Linked DNA regions of Mus musculus: regions 2, 3, 4, 5 and 6 are each linked to region 1. The links are chromatin contacts, called in public ChIA-PET, HiChIP or PLAC-seq and promoter capture Hi-C maps. All regions are on one chromosome and are shown on one strand. Each heading gives the region's core, a stretch centred on a gene start, on an enhancer-like site or on the middle of the called end of the contact. The rest is flanking DNA. Distances are from core to core; before and after follow the strand shown.

The links. ChIA-PET counts read pairs in DNA pulled down with a chosen protein or histone mark. HiChIP or PLAC-seq counts read pairs in DNA pulled down with a chosen protein or histone mark. Capture Hi-C pulls out chosen DNA fragments and counts their contacts.
Region 2: a contact with region 1 is called in an RNA polymerase II ChIA-PET map of memory CD8 T cells, with 12 read pairs. The contact joins the promoter of Colgalt1 here to the promoter of Zfp617 in region 1. A contact is called at or near these places in 3 of 39 promoter capture datasets (the C10 cell line, the SN4741 cell line and cranial neural crest) and 1 of 115 datasets of contacts at active chromatin or transcription factors (memory CD8 T cells).
Region 3: a promoter capture Hi-C map of adipose tissue shows a contact between it and region 1. The contact joins the promoter of Hsh2d here to the promoter of Zfp617 in region 1. A contact is called at or near these places in 4 of 39 promoter capture datasets (the C10 cell line, the HPC-7 cell line, cranial neural crest and 1 more), 2 of 115 datasets of contacts at active chromatin or transcription factors (effector CD8 T cells and stem cell-derived neural progenitor cells) and 1 of 9 other capture datasets (adipose tissue).
Region 4: a contact with region 1 is called in a promoter capture Hi-C map of liver. The contact joins the promoter of Mvb12a here to the promoter of Zfp617 in region 1. A contact is called at or near these places in 1 of 39 promoter capture datasets (pre-B cells), 1 of 484 Hi-C or Micro-C datasets (nephron progenitors) and 1 of 9 other capture datasets (liver).
Region 5: an H3K4me3 HiChIP or PLAC-seq map of intestinal villus epithelium shows a contact between it and region 1, with 8 read pairs. The contact joins the promoter of Fam32a here to the promoter of Zfp617 in region 1. A contact is called at or near these places in 8 of 39 promoter capture datasets (the C10 cell line, the HPC-7 cell line, cranial neural crest and 4 more), 5 of 484 Hi-C or Micro-C datasets (embryonic stem cells, erythroblasts, liver and 2 more), 7 of 115 datasets of contacts at active chromatin or transcription factors (bone marrow-derived dendritic cells, embryonic stem cells, epiblast stem cells and 3 more) and 3 of 9 other capture datasets (adipose tissue, liver and pancreatic islet).
Region 6: a contact with region 1 is called in a promoter capture Hi-C map of adipose tissue. The contact joins the promoter of Pgls here to the promoter of Zfp617 in region 1. A contact is called at or near these places in 1 of 484 Hi-C or Micro-C datasets (embryonic stem cells) and 2 of 9 other capture datasets (adipose tissue and pancreatic islet).

What each region holds. Positions count from the first base shown.
Region 1 is chr8:71,921,556-71,924,849 of GRCm38.p6, forward strand. It overlaps Zfp617 (zinc finger protein 617), which reads left to right and starts at 1,270. Exons shown (of 4, transcript NM_133358.3): 1 at 1,270-1,417. The coding sequence starts at 1,415.
Region 2 is chr8:71,609,151-71,612,428 of GRCm38.p6, forward strand. It overlaps Colgalt1 (collagen beta(1-O)galactosyltransferase 1), which reads left to right and starts at 1,874. Exons shown (of 12, transcript NM_146211.3): 1 at 1,874-2,294; 2 at 2,934-3,044. The coding sequence starts at 2,050.
Region 3 is chr8:72,188,324-72,191,173 of GRCm38.p6, forward strand. It overlaps Hsh2d (hematopoietic SH2 domain containing), which reads left to right and starts at 1,345. Exons shown (of 6, transcript NM_197944.1): 1 at 1,345-1,364.
Region 4 is chr8:71,541,675-71,544,630 of GRCm38.p6, forward strand. Mvb12a (multivesicular body subunit 12A) reads left to right here and starts at 1,256. Exons shown (of 9, transcript NM_028617.2): 1 at 1,256-1,383; 2 at 1,459-1,557; 3 at 1,713-1,809. The coding sequence starts at 1,300.
Region 5 is chr8:72,218,454-72,221,478 of GRCm38.p6, forward strand. It overlaps Fam32a (family with sequence similarity 32, member A), which reads left to right and starts at 1,292. Exons shown (of 4, transcript NM_026455.5): 1 at 1,292-1,407; 2 at 1,488-1,629. The coding sequence starts at 1,334.
Region 6 is chr8:71,590,721-71,593,740 of GRCm38.p6, forward strand. It overlaps Pgls (6-phosphogluconolactonase), which reads left to right and starts at 1,464. Exons shown (of 5, transcript NM_025396.3): 1 at 1,464-1,784. The coding sequence starts at 1,497.

The DNA of each region.
Region 1 (3,294 bases), core at 20-2,519:
CCTTTTTATTTGTTCTGGGGAGTAGTCTGAGACACCTTAGGAAGATAGATAGCTCTGGGATTTGGTCCAGACAATGAAAGCTGTATCTCAGGCTCTTCTGCTCTCCCCTCCCCTTCTCAAGGTTAGTCTGTCCACCTCTGCCTGCCCCTCATCTCCTCTACCTCCTTCCCCACATCACCTCCTCCCAGACCCGCCTGCCAGGCTTCGAATGGAAGCCTGCCCCTTCTTTTTTTTTTTTTTTTTTTTTCTCGAGACAAGGTTTCCCTGTATAGCTCTGGCTGTCCTGGAACTCACTTTGTAGACCAGTCTGGCCTCGAACTCAGAAATCTGCCTGCCTCTGCCTCCCAAGTGCTGGAATTAAAGGCGTGCACCACCACGCCTGGCCCCCTGCCCCTTCTTTTAAGGCCTTTTTTGTTGGTTGGTTGGTTGGTTGGTTGGTTTTTTGTTGTTGTTGTTGTTGTTGGTTTTTTCGAGACGGGGTTTCTCTGTATAGCCCTGGCTGTCCTGGAACTCACTTTGTAGACCAGGCTGGCCTCGAACTTAGAAATCCGCCTGCCTCTGCCCCCCCCCCCCGAGTTCTGGGACTAAAGGTGTGCACCACCACACCCGGCTTAAGGCCCTATTTTTAGAGCTGCATAAATTGTACTGTTTCTGTCTAATGTCACTTCCACCTACAGGGCTGAGCATGGCTTGAGGCACTTTATAATAAACCTCATTTCTAAAAAGAATGTCCTTTGTGGAAGAGCTGCTGAAGCTTTTTTTTAATTGCTGGAAAGTACAGTTTTTTTAATGTTGTCATTAGCGTGTATTAATTACACGAAAAGTTTCAATATAACATTTTCATTCATGTATCTTGTTTATATTCATACACACACAGACCTTTACCTGCTCTTGTCCCTCTCGAATTCTTTCATCTTTTATGTCTTTGTGTGTCCCAATGAATCTCATTAGTGTTGTTGACAGGAGAGGGAGTGGTTGTGTCAGTAAGAGGGAGAATAAATTTATTCTGTCACTTAGGCTTCGGAGACTGGATCTGTGGGCCCAGCAATAAGGGCCAAAGGAGCGGCAGGTAGGGTGCCGAGAGGCAGCGCCTTGTCCGCCATCTCCCTTCCGGGCGGTTCTCAGTAACCAACTGTGGGAGTCCCGGACGGTTTAGCGTCCTTGGCTGTATGACGCCATACCCTAGGAAAGGTCGGGAGGTCCGCCGGAAACTCCCGGTACAGACACCAGTGTGTGAGCTGGCCAATCAGCAGCGCCGGCGGGAGGAGCGGAAGTTCCTCACCCGCCATCTTTCTTGCTGGCGCTTCCCTCCTCACAGCTCTCAGCTGAGGAAGTCCAAGTTGCTGAGCCTCCGCGGCCGTGTGAGTGCCTGTTCCGGAGCCTCTGTGGAGCCGCGGCAGGCCTGGGCACAGACATGGTGAGCCAGGCGAGTGGCGGGGCTGTGCGCGGCGCCCTTGGTCCCGGGCGGCGGGATCCCGGTGCTGCGCCGGGGGACGAAGGGCGGCTGCGCACTGTCGCCTGCGGCTCCAGAAAAGCTGCTTTTCCCCTTAGGGAAAGTCAGTCGAAAGCGGGATTCCGAGGCTGGATGATGTGGAGCCGAGCTGGAAGTTTAGGAGACAATTCTTGCGAGTGAGAATTTACGCCCCGCCATGCACGGAGGCCAGGGGAGGTCACCCGGTGTCCTGCTTTGTCACGGCCCGCCTTATTCCTGTGAGACAGGGTTTCTTACTGAACCTGTGGCTAGGCTGCCTGCTAGCAAGCTCCAGCGATCCTCCGGGCTCTGTCCCCATGCCTGGCATTTACTTGGGTGTTTTTTATTTGAACTCGGGTTCTCACCCTTGCTCAGCGAGCACTCTTACACACCGAGTTATCTCTCCAGGCCCGAGAAACATGTCTAATATAGATCTTAAGCGCAGAGATTAATGGAAGTGAACCTGGGAAAACTGAGACATACCGAGATGTGAGGGAACTTCTCAGGGGACAGTCACAGTTCTTTTCCATGGGTACATGCGGCTCCCGCATTTAGGATTGTAATATCCTCTTGGTAGATTATCCCTTTATAGAGTATGACGAGACTATCTTTATCCCTTCTGACTTAAGGTCGGAGGAAGAACTTTTCAATTTTCGTCATCTCTGTGAGTATGGTACTTGAGGGTTTTCAAGTTTATCTTTTACTCTTGGGTTAAATACTGCTCTTACCTCTGCTCCTTTTTCCAGTAATAAAAGTTTTTTTGGAAACGACTGGACTTTAAGTCGTGGTCAAGTTCAAATCATAGTGAATTGCAAACGTATCGGTTTCTTTGTTTTGGATTTTTTTTGTTGTTTTGCTTTGTTGTTTGTTTGTTTTTGTTTTGTTTGAGACTAGATCTTACATATCCTAGGCTGTTGATAAACTTAGTTTACAGCCAAGCTTGACTTTGAGTTTCTGATAGTCTTATGACTACCTTCCAAGTGCTGGGATTCTATGAGCACATCACTAGCTCCTGGTTTTGCAGCTCTGAAATTTAAACCCAGGGCCTCATGCATTCTAGACAAGTATCTACCGTATACCAACTGAGCTACAGTCTCAACTCTATATCAAATTTTATTCCTGAGTAACTTTTCTGTGATCAGCACTTAATATTATTTAATTGACTGAACTTTGTCCTCATGGTATATAGTGGGATCCACTTAGTATTTATTTGACTATTAATTATCAAGTGGCTATGTCTTTCTTTACATGTGGTTTAAATGTTTTAGTAATTTTTCCATCTTTACTGATGTGATGGTTTAGTTTATACTGAGCACACTCATCTTTCTCGATTCTTGTATTGCAGATATTTTCCTTCTATTTTATTGTCTTTGCACCCCATTAATTGATATTTTTCAATTTGTCAAGACATTTAATTACTTCTTTCCTCCTTTCAAATAAAGAATTTTACATTAAAATTGTATAAATCATAGGGCTCGCTCCCTCCCTCCCTCTTTTCATAGGCACTACAGGAACCCAAACCAGATGTGCATAACTAGTCAGGTATAAAACCAAGCTCCCCTTACAAACACACTAGAATAAGAACTTCCCTGAGGGATAGGAAACAGTTATGTTCTCAGGGAAATTGAAGATCCTGGATGCTTCCAGTTGAAAGAGTTGAAAACCTGCCCATTGTGGTGGCATATGCTTTTTTAGTCCCAGCTCTGCAGGCAGAAACAGGCAGATCTCTGTCATTTGCAGACTTGCCCTGTCTATGTAGCGTTCCAGGCCAAGACTACATAGTAAGGTTGCTTCTGAAAAGAGAGAATAAGGGTTGAACACTG
Region 2 (3,278 bases), core at 624-3,123, 310 kb before region 1:
TGTCTCAGCTTCCCAAGGGTTGGGATTTTAGATGAGTAATCCCAAACCTGGAGAAAAGTTTATTGTTGTTTTTTTCATTTTCTTTTGTTTTTCAGTTGAAACGTACACTCCTGTAGCCCCAGCTTCCCTGAACCTTTCTGGGTAGCTGAGGATGATCTTGAAACCTTATCTGGACCTGGGAGTGACAGGTTACCAGCACTAACTAGCTAAGAATTACTATTTATAAATGTTGTTAGCATGATTATGGGCAAATATACCCTGGAAGGGCTGGGACATGGTGGCACATGCTATTAATCCCAGCACTCCAGAGGCACAGACAGGAGAATCTCCTGAGTTCCAGACCTGGTCTACACAGTGAGTTCCAGGACAGCCAGAGCTACACAGAGAGACCCTGTTTCAGAAAAACAGAACAAAACAAAAAAGCCTGGAAGAGTTCCCATGGAAACATGATCAGTGTCTCCAGAAAACCTACTCAACTGGGTTCAAATGGGAATCACTCCTTTTACAGAAGGACATTGTGGGTGGTGGTTGTACACACCCTTTCTCATTCTCCCTTCCCCCACCGTGATGTCACTCAATCCTTGGGGCCAGTCAGCGAGTGCAGCTCCCCAGTAAAACTACCCATCTTTAATATAATCGAATCTGGCATAAATTGGCTCATTTCACCAGTGGTGGAGAAATAACCTATCAGGAGATGTCTTGTGGACCCTAGGGTCCTCTAGAGGCTAGGGACCAGAGTAGGAAAATCTATGTGGATTTTACCAGTCTGCTGGCCTGGTGGTATATGCCTGTCCCAGAACACAGGAGAATGAAGCAGAAGTATAGCTGTGAATTTATAGAGTGAGCTTGCCGAGTAAGAACCTGTTTTAAAAACAAACCAGGAGAAATGGGCTAGTGGGATGGTTCTGTAGGTAAAGGTGCTCAGACCTGAGTGGTGTTCTATTTCCAACACCACACAGTGGTTGACAACTATCCGCAACTCCAGTTCTAGAGGAGTTGATGCCCTCTTTTAACCTCCTTGGAGAACAGGGACACACACACACACACACACACACACACGTTATACAGCCGTACATGTAGGCAAAACACTGAAACACAGAAAATGAAAACAACAGTAAGAGCAGGAAGGGGCGCACACAAGCCATTTTTTTTTTTAAGATTTATTTGTTATTATAACAATAGTACACTGTAGCTGTCTTCAGACACACCAGAAGAGGGAGTCAGATCTTGTTACGGATGGTTGTGAGCCACCATGTGGTTGCTGGGATTTGAACTCTGGACCTTCGGAAGAGCAGTCGGGTGCTCTTACCCGCTGAGCCATCTCACCAGCCCCACACAAGCCATTTTTAAGAAGGCCAGAGGGCAATACAATTTGGGGACTGAGGATTCTGGATCCTCAGACATGGTAGCAAGCGATTTTACCCACTGAGCCATTTCGCTGGCTTTTTTTTTTTTTAATGATTTTTCGAGACAGGCTTTCTCTGTGTAGCCCTGGCTGTCCTGGAACTCACTCTGTGGACCAGGCTGGCCATGACCTCAGAAATCCGCCTGCCTCTGCCTCCCAAGTGTTGGGATTAAAGGCGTGGGCCACCACTGCCCGGCTCGATGGCTTCTTAAATGGAGCAACGAACAAACAAAAATAACCATGTCGCAACCTTGGAAACTGAGATGACATGGTTCTAAATAGAAGAAGCTTCTGTAAAGAGCCACCGCGTGAGATTAGAGGGCTCCAAAACAGAACACTCTCAGGGCGTGGTCAAAGAACTGTCTGTGTCTTTAAAGCTCGAGCTAGGGGCGGGGCTTCCGGAACCTCCCCGCAAGTGACGTCTTGTGACCGGGTTATTGCGGTCGGCGGAAAGCAGTGGAAGCTTTTAAAGGCGTAGCCTTGTCATGCCTCTCTCCAGGACTCACAGTATGACCCGCGGGCCACTTCCCTTTAAGGAGCGTGTCAGGGGTGGGACCTGGATGTGTCCTTCCCGCCGCCGACTCCTTTAAGGCGCGGCCCTCGTCCCCCGGCAGAAAAGCTGCTTAAAGGCGACGCGTGGCGCGATGGCGGCGTTGCCACGCGGGTCACGCGGGCTGCCGCTGCTGCCACTGCTCCTACTGCTGCCGCCGCTGGGCGGCCCGCGCGGCGCGGACGGCTACTTTCCAGAGGAGCGCTGGAGCCCCGAGTCCCCGCTACAGGCGCCGCGCGTGCTCATCGCGCTGCTGGCGCGGAACGCGGCACCCGCGCTGCCCGCCACGCTGGGCGCCCTGGAGCAGCTGCGCCACCCACGGGAGCGCACGGCGCTGTGGTGAGCTGCGGGCCCTTGCGCGGTGCACCGGGACTAGGCGGGACTCAAGTCTCTACCGGAGGGAGGTTGCTATGCACTTGGGCTCGGCTGTGCGCTGCGGAGACTCGGTCCTCTTTCTGAGGACCTGAGTTATGTACCCCAGGGATTACGCACTTGAGGGGGCTCGGCTCTATATCCATAGTGCCCGGGCTCGTCCCCACTGCGGCTTGGGACCCCAAGCTGCTGCCTCCTCCCCTCAGGTACTTAGGAATCTGTTCTGATTTGCTGCCAGCCCTCACAGCGAGCTACCATCCTAGAACCTCTGACTCCTTAGAATGGGCCAGGCTGGTGCTTCCAGACCCTTATAGCGAACTCCGGGACTTCCAGATAAGATTCCTGAGGCTCGGGCCAGCATTCCACGCTAACAAAGTTAATGAACTTATCTTTGTGACAGGGTCTCACACCAATGTGCTTTCCAAACCAGCAGGTTCTGTTCAGTTGTGTACTAGTGAGCTGGGTGTCATCTTTACTCCCCTGTCACCGATGGATGGGCAACAGGCTTGGAGTGTAGCGAGTTTTATCCAGGGTGTTATAGCTGATGGGTCTGAGCCAGGTTGGGAAACCCCCAGTGCCATCATCTTGTCCTGTCTGTGCTCACAGGGTGGCCACAGATCACAACACTGACAACACTTCAGCCATACTTCGAGAGTGGCTGGTGGCAGTGAAGGGTTTATACCACTCTGTGGAGTGGCGACCGGCAGAGGAACCCAGGTGAGCCTCAAATCCCCGACTGGAGTACTGAAGCTTGGGAAGGTAGGATCTAGAATGCTCCAGTTCTATCGTCAGCTTCCCCACCAGGTCCCTATCCTCTCAGCAGACCTTTGTCCCGTTGTCCTTCACTCCATTGTGCAACTTTGGACACAGCTGCCACACCTTTGTGGCTGAATTCCTTTGTGTCTGGTGGCTACCTACTGCTGTGTCTAGGGTCTTGCCAGCATCCACTCT
Region 3 (2,850 bases), core at 95-2,594, 270 kb after region 1:
GCACTGGGTGCAGAGGCAAGACGGAAATGCACTGGGTGCAGAGGCAAGAAGGGGTGGGCCAGGAAGCTTACAGCCAAGTCAGCTATGCCTGTTAGGTACAGGGACACATCACCCAGGACCCAGAGTGTGCACATACATTGTAGTTCATTTTAAAATCAGAAGAAAAATCAGGCATGGACTGGGTCTGCAGCTCAGTTGGCAGGGTACTCACATATGGTGAAAGAACTCCTGGGTCCCATCCCAGTATCGCAGAAAATACAGACACCTCTATGATCCCAGCACCCAGGAGATAGAGACAGGAAGAGCAGAGATGCAACATCATCCTCAGTGTTCTGTGGATTCCAGGCCAGCCAGGATGCTGTGAGATCCTGTTTTAGAAAAATAAAAAACAGAAGGGAGAAAAAAACCAGAATAAGATAGATGGACTCTATGGTTTACTCCAGTTTGTTTTGTTTGTTTGTTTGTTTGCTTGCTTGCTTGCTTTCTTGCTTTGGTTTAGTTTGGATATTGAGTTTGAATGTCCCTATGTTAGCCCAGGCTAGCCTGGAACCCCAAATCCTCCTGCCTCAGGCTACTGAGTACTGCAACTACAGACCCAAGCCATCTTGCTTTGATGTTGGCCTAGAGGGCAACATGACTGTAGAATGATATTTCAAATGAGTTTTGCAAAGGAAGGTATGATAGGTGTTGTGTGTGCAGCAAGTCTGTCCTTTCATGTCTCCTTCATGTCTGGGGCATATGCAGTTCCCTGTCCTGTATATGCATACTGTTCCTGTATCCTGTCCCCCCCAAGCAGCCTCTCCTACTTGTTGCCTTTCACTCTCTGATTGCCATATGCCCATTTCCTGACCTATGACTACTTCAAGGTTGCTGTTAAGAGGCTGGGAATCTAGCTCAGTAGGTAGAGTGCTTGTAGCTCAGTAGGTAAAGTGATTGTAGCTCACTTAGCAAGCATGAAGCCCTGGGTTCCATCCCCAGCAATGCATAATCTTGGCATGATGGTAAACCCTGAGGTCGAGGCAAGAGTCTACTTCAGCACCCCAATTGGGGTGCATAAAGCTGTATCTCAAGGGGGAAAAAAACTAGAAGAATACCAATATTGGGAAGCAGGGCGGCAGCTGTCTCAGCGATTCCATAGAGTTGGTAGAGAGTAAGTACTGAGCAAGGCTTGGCAAGAACAACTCCAGCCTCAGACTCAAGCCTTGAGAGTTATTCTGGTCCCACCCTGTTCACCTGCTGGAGGAAACAGGAACTGACTGAGGCTCCTGGCCCTGCCCCTCTGACGTGTGGACCCTGAACCGAAACTTAAACTCCAGCTCAAGCCAGCTCAAGAGCCCTTCGGAACACAACCCAAGCTGTCCAAGGTATGCATCCTACATCCTGCACCCTGCATCCAGAATCCTGGCATCCCTGCATCCCAACATGCCCCAGCTTCAGAGGCTCTGGGACTTCAGCACTGGGTGTAGTGGTGCTAGAAGATGAGAGAAGGGTTTACCAGAGGAGGAAAGCATTGCAAGGGCTAAACTCTGGCATGGCTCTCCACACAAGTCATTGCAGCGCTTTGGAGGCCGAGGCAGGCTGTACACGTTTGAGGCTGGTTTCAGCTAGCTACATGGTGAGACCTGATTCATAGAAACCAAGTGTTCCAAGAAAACCACGAGGGGAAGGCAGAGAGAGGTAAAGCCCCTCCGGCCCCACGGGGTTTTACTGGAGCTGCCAGAGAAAGGAAGGAATTTAACTGAGAAGCTCCGGGAGAGGGTGGGACTGTGGCCAGGGTTTTGTTTGAGCAGGGGAGGCAGGGAAGCTGGCTGGAGGAAGGGACATTTGTATTGAGTCTTGAAAGACTTGTAGGAGTGTTCTGAAGTAGAAAGAGAATAAACATTGAGACCTTTCTGTGTAGCATGTAGCTGGGTTCAGCTGTACTTTAGAGACACGTGTATCTGCTTCATGATGGTGCTACACTCTGGGAGACATGTTGGTAGGTGATAGCCTGGACAGGATTGTCTGTTGCACTCCTGGAGGCCTAGACTCCAATGTGCTTGAACACGGTCAGAACTAGAGCACTGTGGCAAACATGTGCCTGTCTCTGCCTGTGAAGCACAGTGAATAATGAAATAAAAAGGGGAAGTAAACTGAAGTGGGTGGTGCACTCCAGAGGCAGAGGCAGAGGCAGGGGGATCTCTGAGTTCAAGGCCAGCCTGGTCTATAGAGCAAGTTCCCCGGACAGCCAGGGCTTTACAAAGAAAACCCGTCTTGAAAAAAAACAAAGACAAAAAAAAAAAAAAAAAAAAAGAAGAGAAAGGAGGCAGTGGGAGACCCTCCTAGGGACGTTGTCTAGTCACACTCGGCAAGGCAGCCAACCTTCATTCAAAGACTGTTTCAATCCATACAGTGAAGAGTAAGTGAGGAAGAGCCAGTGTCAGCTGCAGGCCTACACACACAGCTGCACACACACGTGTCTGTACACATGGTCACCCCCCCCATACACATTCAAAATTTTTAAATATTAGAATGAGGCTGGAGAGTCGGCAGTTAAGAGTGTACACTGCTCTTGCAGAGTTGCTGAGTTTAGTTCCCAGTGCCTGCATAAGCTTAATGGCCCCTGTAAATCTGGCTCCAGGGATCCAACGCCCTCTTCTGGCCTCCAGTAGTACCTGCATACACATGGCTATTACACTCACACACATTCTCACACACAGAGAGGCACACACATACACATAAATAAAAATTAAAATCTTTTTTGAAAACAAAAAGCAATTAAATAAATAAAAACCAGATATTAGGAGAAATTCAGGTTTTTGTTTTGTTTTGAGACTGGCCTAGAAACGTCTGACCCTTCTGTCTCCTTCT
Region 4 (2,956 bases), core at 6-2,505, 380 kb before region 1:
ACAACAACGAAACCCCTAGCTTGCTAGTGAACTGGCCTCCAGGGCGATATTATTTGTTATTTAAGTCAACAGCTGCATAGCCACAATGATCTCTTTGGTCAAAATCCTAGAACAGAAAGTGTTTCAAACTTCTTCTTTCTACTCTATTTTTTTCTTTTTTTGGTTCATTTCCTTTTTGCTAGTATTTAAAGTATTTTTTTTGTTTTGTTGGGGTTTGTTTGTTGTCTGTTTGTTTAAAGCAGGGTATCCTGTAGCCCAGGTAGACCTCGAATTCCTGCAATAGAAATGATTAAGGCATCACTTTCTTGTTCTGACTGACTTGTGTCTGCCTAGACACTCTCAGTCTCCCACGCACTAATAGCCACACCTGTCTTGGCAACAGTCTGGGGACTATCCTTGTCCCTGACCATGTCTAGATGTATTAACGACAATGTTTGTGTTAGCTAAAACCTAAACCTAAAATAACTACAGGAAGTGTAAATCATAAATAATTGTCTTGTGTCTGGAAAATACTGCAATCTCTGCAAAAAAGACGGATGTTACAAGGTTACTCAAGACCCTGATAATGATACAATTGTGGTTCTTAAGTGTTTTGCTTTTAAAAATGCTGTACCCCTAAGCTCTGGCTACTCTACATGTGGCTATTATTAAAGGACTCGTGTAGGTTTTTTTGTTTGTTTGTTTGTTTGTTTGGTGTTTTTGGTGTTTTCGAGACAGGGTTTCTCTGTGTAGCCTTGGCTGTCCTGGAACTCACTCTGTAGACCAGGCTGGCCTTGAACTCAGAAATCTGCCTGCCTCTGCCTCCCAAGTGTTGGGATTAAAGGCGTGCGCCACCATGCCCGGCTACTCGTTTAGTTTTAATTGGCTTAATTAGACTGGTTATCAGTCTAACTATCTCGTATGGTTTTTTCACCATCTTGTATGCGCCTCTTTAAGTCCCTGAAATGACAGGCTATATCTACCAGGCCTCCTCTCCAGACCAGTTAAGTTTCCTTGCAGAAGGCAGGAGTCACAGGGTGATGCCGCACAGCATTCTGGGGAATGTAGTCCCGTCCGGAAAGTGAACGCCCCCTCCGCACACTGGGTAGTGATTTAGGGGCGGGAGTTCTAATCTTTTTTCCGCAAACGTATCTTAAGCGTCCAGAGGGCGGGTCTCCACGGTTACTTTGGACTGGTCAGCAGTGCTTGCGCATGCGTACTAGCTGCTTTGCGGAGCACTTTCAAAGGTGTTCTGGGAGTTGTAGTCCGAGGTTCCGGTCCCTCCGAGGGCTGTAGCTGCCTTCTGAGCTCCCAGGAAGGATGGATCCCGGGACGGACTCGGCGCCGCTTGCTGGCTTGGTTTGGTCGTCGGCCTCGGCGCCGCCGCCGCCGGGTTTCAGCGCGGTAAGTGGGAGCGCGCAAGGGTTGCGGGGACGGGCCAGGAAGGGGACGAAGTCCGATGACCTGTGCGTCCCGCAGATCACCTGCACCGTGGAGGGCGGGACGGCCAGCTTCGGCCGAGGCTTCGCGCAGAAAGCCGGCTACTTCCTGTGCCTGAGCACGCTGGGCATCCCGGAGGTGAGCACGGGTGGCCTGAGCCTGAGTTTGCCCCGCCCCTCGCCCTGCCATCCTCGACCCTTCTCCAACTCTCTCCCACCCTTACTGCTCATACCGTTGACCTTTCCCCTCCCCTCTGACTGCCCCCTTCCACCTGCCCCCTCTCGTGCTCCCAGAACCCTCAGGACAATGTGGTAGTGGACATGCAGATCGTGATGGACAAGGGCCCACTGCCGTCAGGCTTCTCTGCAGTCAACGACCCTCAGGATATCAGTAAGATCCGTGGGCACGGGAGAGCGGCAGGCACAGGGAACGGCTGCTAGTGTATGTTTGGAATAGGACTTAGCTGAGCAGGAAGGCACAACCTGTAAATGCAGAGCTCCGGAAGCTGAGGCAGGAGGATGGTGGCGAGTTCAAGGCCAGCCTAGGCTACAGAGTGAGGCCTTTATCTCAACCCACTACTCCAGAATTAAATAGTTGACACATACCTGTCTTAGCATTCAGGCTGAGGCAGCTTTGTATCCAGCCTGGGCTACAGAATGAGACCTTGCCTCAGCTCTTCCTAAGAATTTGAGCATAGTGGGGCATACCTGTCACTACATGAAACCCCGCCCCTAAACAAACAACAACCACCCCAGATGTCTTTGGCATACCCACCCTCTTCCTCACTGCCACTGGTCCCTGCTGCTTGTCCTCTGCTTCTGTGGCGGAGTGAGTCCTCCTGGCCATTCTCTTTTCCTTTCCAGGCTCTTGCACTGCGAGTCCACCTGGAACTGGCTTCCCCTGTTCTCTGCATAGCTCAGCCTCCCCTCTCCCTTCTCCCCTGCCTGACCCAGCTGCCCGCCTCCCCGATGGTGCTTGGTTCTCTCGGTGTCTTTAGTGACCGCTGGCAGGCTGCCGTGCAGAGGGTCAGGTCAGTGTGCAGACAGAGGAGGCGTCCACAAATTCTCCTATCCTCCTTTTGCAGCTGTCTCTTGACTTAGTGTTTAATTGGTTTGGGGGGACAGGGTCTCAATGTGTAGCCTCAGCTGGCCAGAGCTTCAGTCCCATGGATTCGTGGGACTGAGCCGTTGTGACCAGCCCCTTGTAATCTGCAAAGTGTGGAGACTGCTGTTCTTCATCCCAGTACTTGAGAGGCTGAGGCAAGAGGATTGCTTCCAATTCAGAGCCATTTTCGGCTATGTGATGAATTCCATCCCAGCACTTGGGAGGCAGAGGCAGGCAGATTTCTGAGGTCTCGGCCAGCCTGGTCTACAGAGTGAGTTCCAGGACAGCCAAAAAAAAAAAAAAAAAAAAAAAAAAAAAAAAAAAGCCAGGGCTGGAGCATTAGCAGAGTTAGCAGAGTTCTTACCCAGTGTGCATAAAGCCTGGCTCCATCCCCAGCACCACACCAACAGAGTCAAGAGGTTGAGGCAATATT
Region 5 (3,025 bases), core at 42-2,541, 300 kb after region 1:
CAGTTGTGCTCTGACCTCTACTTGCTCTACACAGCACACAAATAAATAAATGTAACCTCCCCACTCCCCAAAATTGCTATAGAAAAAAAAAAATCCCAGCACATCTGTGATCCCAGTAGTTGGGAAGTAAGGTTGCTGGGCATGGTGGCACGCACCTTTAAACTCAGCCCTTGGGAGGCAGAGGCAGGTGGATATCCCTGAATTCACAACAGCATAGCCTACATAAGGAGTACAAGGACAGCCAAGGCTACACAGTGAGACCCTGTCTCAAAACAAACAAACAACCAAAAAGACAGTTTAATCATCTGCTACATAGCAAGCCTGTCCTCTATAAAACATCAACAAGACAAGCTAGGGCAGTGGCACACACCTGCAGTTCCAGTTTTCTGCATGCTCAGTCAGAACTGCAGCAAGCTAGAGGTCAGAGCAGTCTACACAGCAAATTCCACGTTTATCAGACTCATTTAGTGTCATGACACTTCTGCCCTCAAACTCACAGAAAAATAATTGTGACCATTGAGATGACTCAGCAGACAAAGGATCTTCGTCTATAAATATGACCACATCAGTCTGATTCCCAGGAACCCACAGCATAAGGCCTGAGAGTACTGCAAAGTGTCCTCTGTACTCCACGTGTGCTCTGGCACGTGTGTACACACACTCACATACACGTATACAGGTAACTAACTTTTAATGTAATTTTAAAGATTTATTCTTTCTTTTTTTTTTTAAGATTTATTTATTATTATATGTAAGTACATTGTAGCTGTCTTCAGACACACCAGAAGAGGGAGTCAGATCTTGTTACGGATGGTTGTGAGCCACCATGTGGTTGCTGGGATTTGAACTCTGGACCTTCGGAAGAGCAGTCGGGTGCTCTTACCCACTGAGCCATCTCACCAGCCCCAGATTTATTCTTTCTTATTACTTATTTCGAGACACAGTCTTTAGTTCTGGCTGACCTGAAGTCACTACATAAAACACGCTGAATCCAGAGATCCAGAGATCCTCCTGTCTCTGTCTCTGGAGTTCTGGGTAATTGTAATTTTCTAAATTGGAAAAAAAGTAATTAAGTAAATAATGCCACAAAGCAAAAGTGGATGCCCATAAAGTCAGAAATGGACGCCCAAATACGAAGTGTGTCTTTAGGCGAGCTATGTTGTTGGACAGTTGCCAAGACTACCCGAGACCGGAAGTGTGCACTTACTCTGAACCCTGAGGACGCGTGCGTCCTAGCTGACCAATCAGAAGGAAGCGAGGAGGGTTTCGGCCGGAAGTACTGTATGCAAACAGGAAGTGTGGCGGAGTTCCCGGGGCACGGCTTGCGAGCGCTATGGAGGCCTACGAGCAAGTCCAGAAGGGCCCCCTGAAGCTGAAAGGCGTGGCAGAGCTCGGCGTGACAAAGCGGTGAGGCCCGGGAGCCCGCGGTCTGTCCCTGAGGGCCGACCCCCAGCTCCGGCCCCTCTTACCGTCCCCCTCTCTCTCAGGAAGAAGAAGAAGAAAGACAAAGACAAGGCCAAGATGCTGGAGGCCATGGGGACGAGCAAGAAGAGCGAGGAGGAGAAAAGGCGCTGCCTGGACAAGCGCACGCCGGCGCAGGCAGCCTTCGAAAAGATGCAGGAGAAGCGGGTGAGGCAGGGGCAGAACAGGCCGGCTCCAACTGCCCGTGTAGCCCAGGCCTTCTCCCAACTCCTGGTAGCCTGGTAGCCCTGCCTAAAGTGGTCTTCTTGTGAACTGGGAAGACAGATGTCATCAGCTCTTAATGCTAGCCAAGTTCATTGTTCTTAAGTTACCACAAAGTCTGTTTCCATGACAACTCGCTTTCCTAGCTTCAAATGTACTTTTGTTATTTGAAGGTTGTGTGTGTGTGTGGATGGAACCCAGGCTCTTCTGTAACTCTCTATGTAGGCTGCAGTTGGCCCTGAACTACTGCCTCAGCTTTTTAGTTCCTGGAGAGGCTAGCATGGCCCACAAGGCCATACTAGTTATTTTGGGTGTTTGTTTGTTTGTTTAGTTTGCTTTGAGACAGGTTTCTTTATGTAGCCTTGGTTGTCCTGGCACTATCTCTGTAGACTTGAACTTCTAGGATGCAGTGTTACAATGTGATATCCCTGTTGAGAAAACCCAGGAAGGCACCTTCTCCATCTAACAAAGGGCATCAATTATGTATTGGAACTCCCACAGAGTTTCTGGGATGTGTGGGTCACCTTGCTGTCTCCCAGCCAATTGTGTTCTCTGGTCTGGTATAGCCTGTACTTCAGTGGAGTGTTTTGTTTTGTTTTTTTGCCTCTGCAATTGAATAACGACATGGGCTGGCTGGCTACGGTCTTGTGGCCCTTCTGGGCACCCTAATTGGACAACTTGATACAAACTAGAGTCCCCTAGGGTCTGCCACCCCTTCCTGCTGTCGTTGGTAGCTCTGGTCCTGAGTGGAAGACTTTATTTATTATGTATGCAGTGTTCTGCCTGCATATATGCCTGCAAACCAGAAGAGGGCACCAGGCCTCATTATAGATGGTTGTGAGCCACCATGTGGGCTGGGACTTGAACTCAGGACCTCTAAGAGAGCAGTCAGTGCTCTTAACCTCTGAGCCATCTCTCCAGCCCTGGGTGGAAGACCGTTGGAAATTTTTATTTATGTGTATGAGTGTGTTGTCTTCTTGTGCTGTGCTGCCAGAGGGGGAGCCGAAGGCAATGCAGCTTGGACTGTTGGAGCACACGCTCAGGCATGGTGCCTCCTCAGGCTCCTTTGGGGTACTATGAGACCTGTAGTGGGGTATGTGAGATAGGCTGGGTAGAGATGGGGGTACTGCCAACCTGGTTCACTGGTATAGCCTGTCTTCTACAGGACTTCAACGGACACCTGTACACACTCACTGACCACTGTGACATTCCCATAGGGTGTAGTAGGTGTGGAAGGGTGTCATTACAGAAAATTGTGAGCCACCATTTAGTGCTGGCTCTGAGCTGAACTCAAGATCTTTAGCCCCCAGTGTTTGGGTTTTGAACCATGTAACAGCAAAGG
Region 6 (3,020 bases), core at 214-2,713, 330 kb before region 1:
CAAGCAAAGAAGTGTGAACATCAGGTTATACTGTGGGACACACTGACACACTACAGCTTCCATGAGCATTTTCTCTACTGGGAGGGTGACAAGGGTGTGGGAAGTTATGAGCTGAAGGGGGGCGGTGAGAGAGGTTAGGGGGCATGATGTTAAATTCACAAACGATAAAAGGTTTTAAAATGTGTTCAAAGGCACATGCCTTTAATCCCAGCACTTGGGAAGGAGAGGCAGGCAGGTCTCTGTGAGTTGGAGGACAGCCTGGTCCACAGAGTTCCAGGACAGTCAGGGCAGCAGCAGCAGCAGCAGCATGTCTTGAATAACAACAAAGTTCTTGCAGTGTTTCACACTGTATAACTTGCCACTTGCAGCCTCACATGGGCACTCAGAAAGGCTGTAGGTTTAGGATTGGGGTCCAGCCAATGGTCTAGCCTGGGCTTAGCATGCAGAAGGCCCTGGGTTCAGTACCGACACAGTGACTGACTGCTTGGATTTTGGAGCTCTCTCGAGTTCAGGAGGGTGCAGTGGCTCAGGGGTTAAGATCACCGGTTCGGCTTTTTACCCTCCTTCCACACAGAGGACCACAACCATCTAACAGTTCCAGGGCATCCCATGCCCTCTCCTGGCCTCTGCATGCACTTGGTTCAAAGATATACATGCGGGAGAAAATTAAGAGAGAGGAACCAGAGGGGGTTTAATTGGGTCTTTGTGGTGGAAACAGCTGTCACCTTCTGACTGATCTACTTGGGTCAAGGCTCTTAACAGTCCTAAAGGTTCTGTATTTTCCTAAAATAGCACGGGCGACTGGGAGCCACCGGCTCAAGCACAAGAACCGGGGCAGTTTCACATTCAAATGCAGATGTTCAACTGTCGTGTGGCGGTTGTCTTGAGGAATCCTCTTTCTGCCGCAGACAGCTGTGAGCAGAAGACCTTACAAACTGCCGCATCCGCTGGAGTAACAGAGAAGGGGCGACTGGCCGAGATAGGCGAATGTGGGGAGAGCCGTGCAGGCATGGGGACGTCACAGCCTCTAACTCCCGGCTAGCCTCCTGTCCTTGCCACCTGAGAGCTTACTGACCTTATCACGCTGCAGCTGGCGCACTCTGTGCTTCCGACCGCACCCTGAAAAACGCTCAAGAGTGCTGTGGCACTCCGGTCACCCCAGCACTCCAATCAAGAACGATCAGGAGCGTGAGGCCAGTCGGAGCTACTAGACTCCAGCTTAAAAACTAAATAAAATGCGAGAAACCGGGCCAGCAAGGCGTGTCTCGCCCAGGGAAGCGCCGGGGACTGCCCGCCCACTACCCACCTCAAAGCCCTGCGGAGCACTGCGGTTTCGGGAACCACCCGCTAGCCCGGCCCCGGCGACGCTTCTTTTGTGCAACTGCACATGCGCCACGACCTTGGCTCAAAGTGCTCGGACCCATGGCAGCGCGGCCGTCGCGCAGGCGCACTGGCGTACTGGCCTCTGCCGGGAGCGCCGCCGCCTCCCCACCGCCATGGCAGCACCCGCGCCCAGTCTCATCTCGGTCTTCTCCAGCCCGCAAGAGCTGGGCGCGTCGCTGGCGCAGCTGGTGGCGCAGCGGGCCGCGAGCTGCCTGGAAGGGGACCGTGGCCGCTTCGCGCTTGGTCTGTCAGGCGGCAGCCTGGTCTCCATGCTAGCCCGAGACCTGCCCGCCGCCGCCGCTCCCGCTGGACCAGCCAGCTTTGCGCGCTGGACGCTCGGCTTCTGCGACGAGCGCCTCGTGCCCTTCGACCACGCCGAGAGCACGTACGGCCTCTACCGGGTGAGCGCTGCGGGGGCGCGCACCGTACGGGCTACGGGGGCCGCCGTGGGCCACGCCGAGCTGGCTCAGCCTACCGTGGAAACTCAAGATACAAGGGCCGCCGTGGGCCACGCGGAGTCGGCTCAGTCCGCCGAGGAAGCGCGGGCCACGCCGAACTGGCTCAGCCTGCCTAGGAAACGCAAGGATCTGCTTCAACGCCTACCCGCGGGCTCCGGGCCCCACGGGGTCTTGCTGGATGCGCAGTGATGTCCATCCAAGTGCAGCCTGACGGGCCTCCGTCCCCCGTATCTTCCTAAGGGCCGTACCTTGGCTGTGGGGCCTCGTGGGTCATGGCTGTTTGTGCACTCAGCCTGCCTCTAGTGTCCAGGGTGTGTTGGGTCTCAGTTTTCTTTAACAAGAGCCGTTGGCCATCGCCTCCCAGCAGCCTGGGGTATGATGGCCACAAGGCGCCCTATAGGTTACAGAGGTCCCTGCGTCACACACAGGGAAACTGAGGCATGGAGGATTGAGCTCTGAGCACACTTGGATGACTGCCACCACCTCCTAGGGGAAGCTGGTCCAGTGTCATGGGTCTGAAGCAGGGGAGGAAGGGCCATTACACTTACTTACAGGTGGGGAAACAGAAGATTCATGTCGCCTTGACCCTCATCTAGGGACCTGAAACTGCACCACTTTGAACACGATGCCTGCCCAAGAACTTCACTGAACTGGCTGTGTGTACTAGCACAAGGCTCAGTTGGTAGGGTACTTGTAGCTCAGTTGATATTGTGCTTGCCTAGAATGCTTAAGGTCCAGGCTTCATTTCCAGTGTCATATAAACCAGGAATGATGGTGCACCCCTGTCTTCCCAGCAATGAGGAAGTAGAGGCTGGAGGATCGGGAGTTCAAGGTCATTCCCAGCTACCCAGTTCGAGGCTAGCCTGTGCAACGTGAGACTTATTTTGATGCAGCCCACTCAAGAAAAATAAAGCTAAGACCCCTAAGTAGGCCCCTCTGAGGTGACCTGGTTAACAGCTGGGTCTTTGAAGGAAGCAGGATTTCATCACCAGGAATCTGTTGACACTTTGAGCAGTAGGTGTCTTGCCCAATGGGCTGAGACAGGAGCCATGTAGAGTGGACTCAGCGGCCAGTTCTCCTTTGCCTTCCTGGCTCACCTTCCTATGGCCTTCAGTCTGGAGCCCTGTGCTCCTCTGTTCTCCAGGGTCCCCAGCGCCCTGAGCATTGTTGGTTAACAGA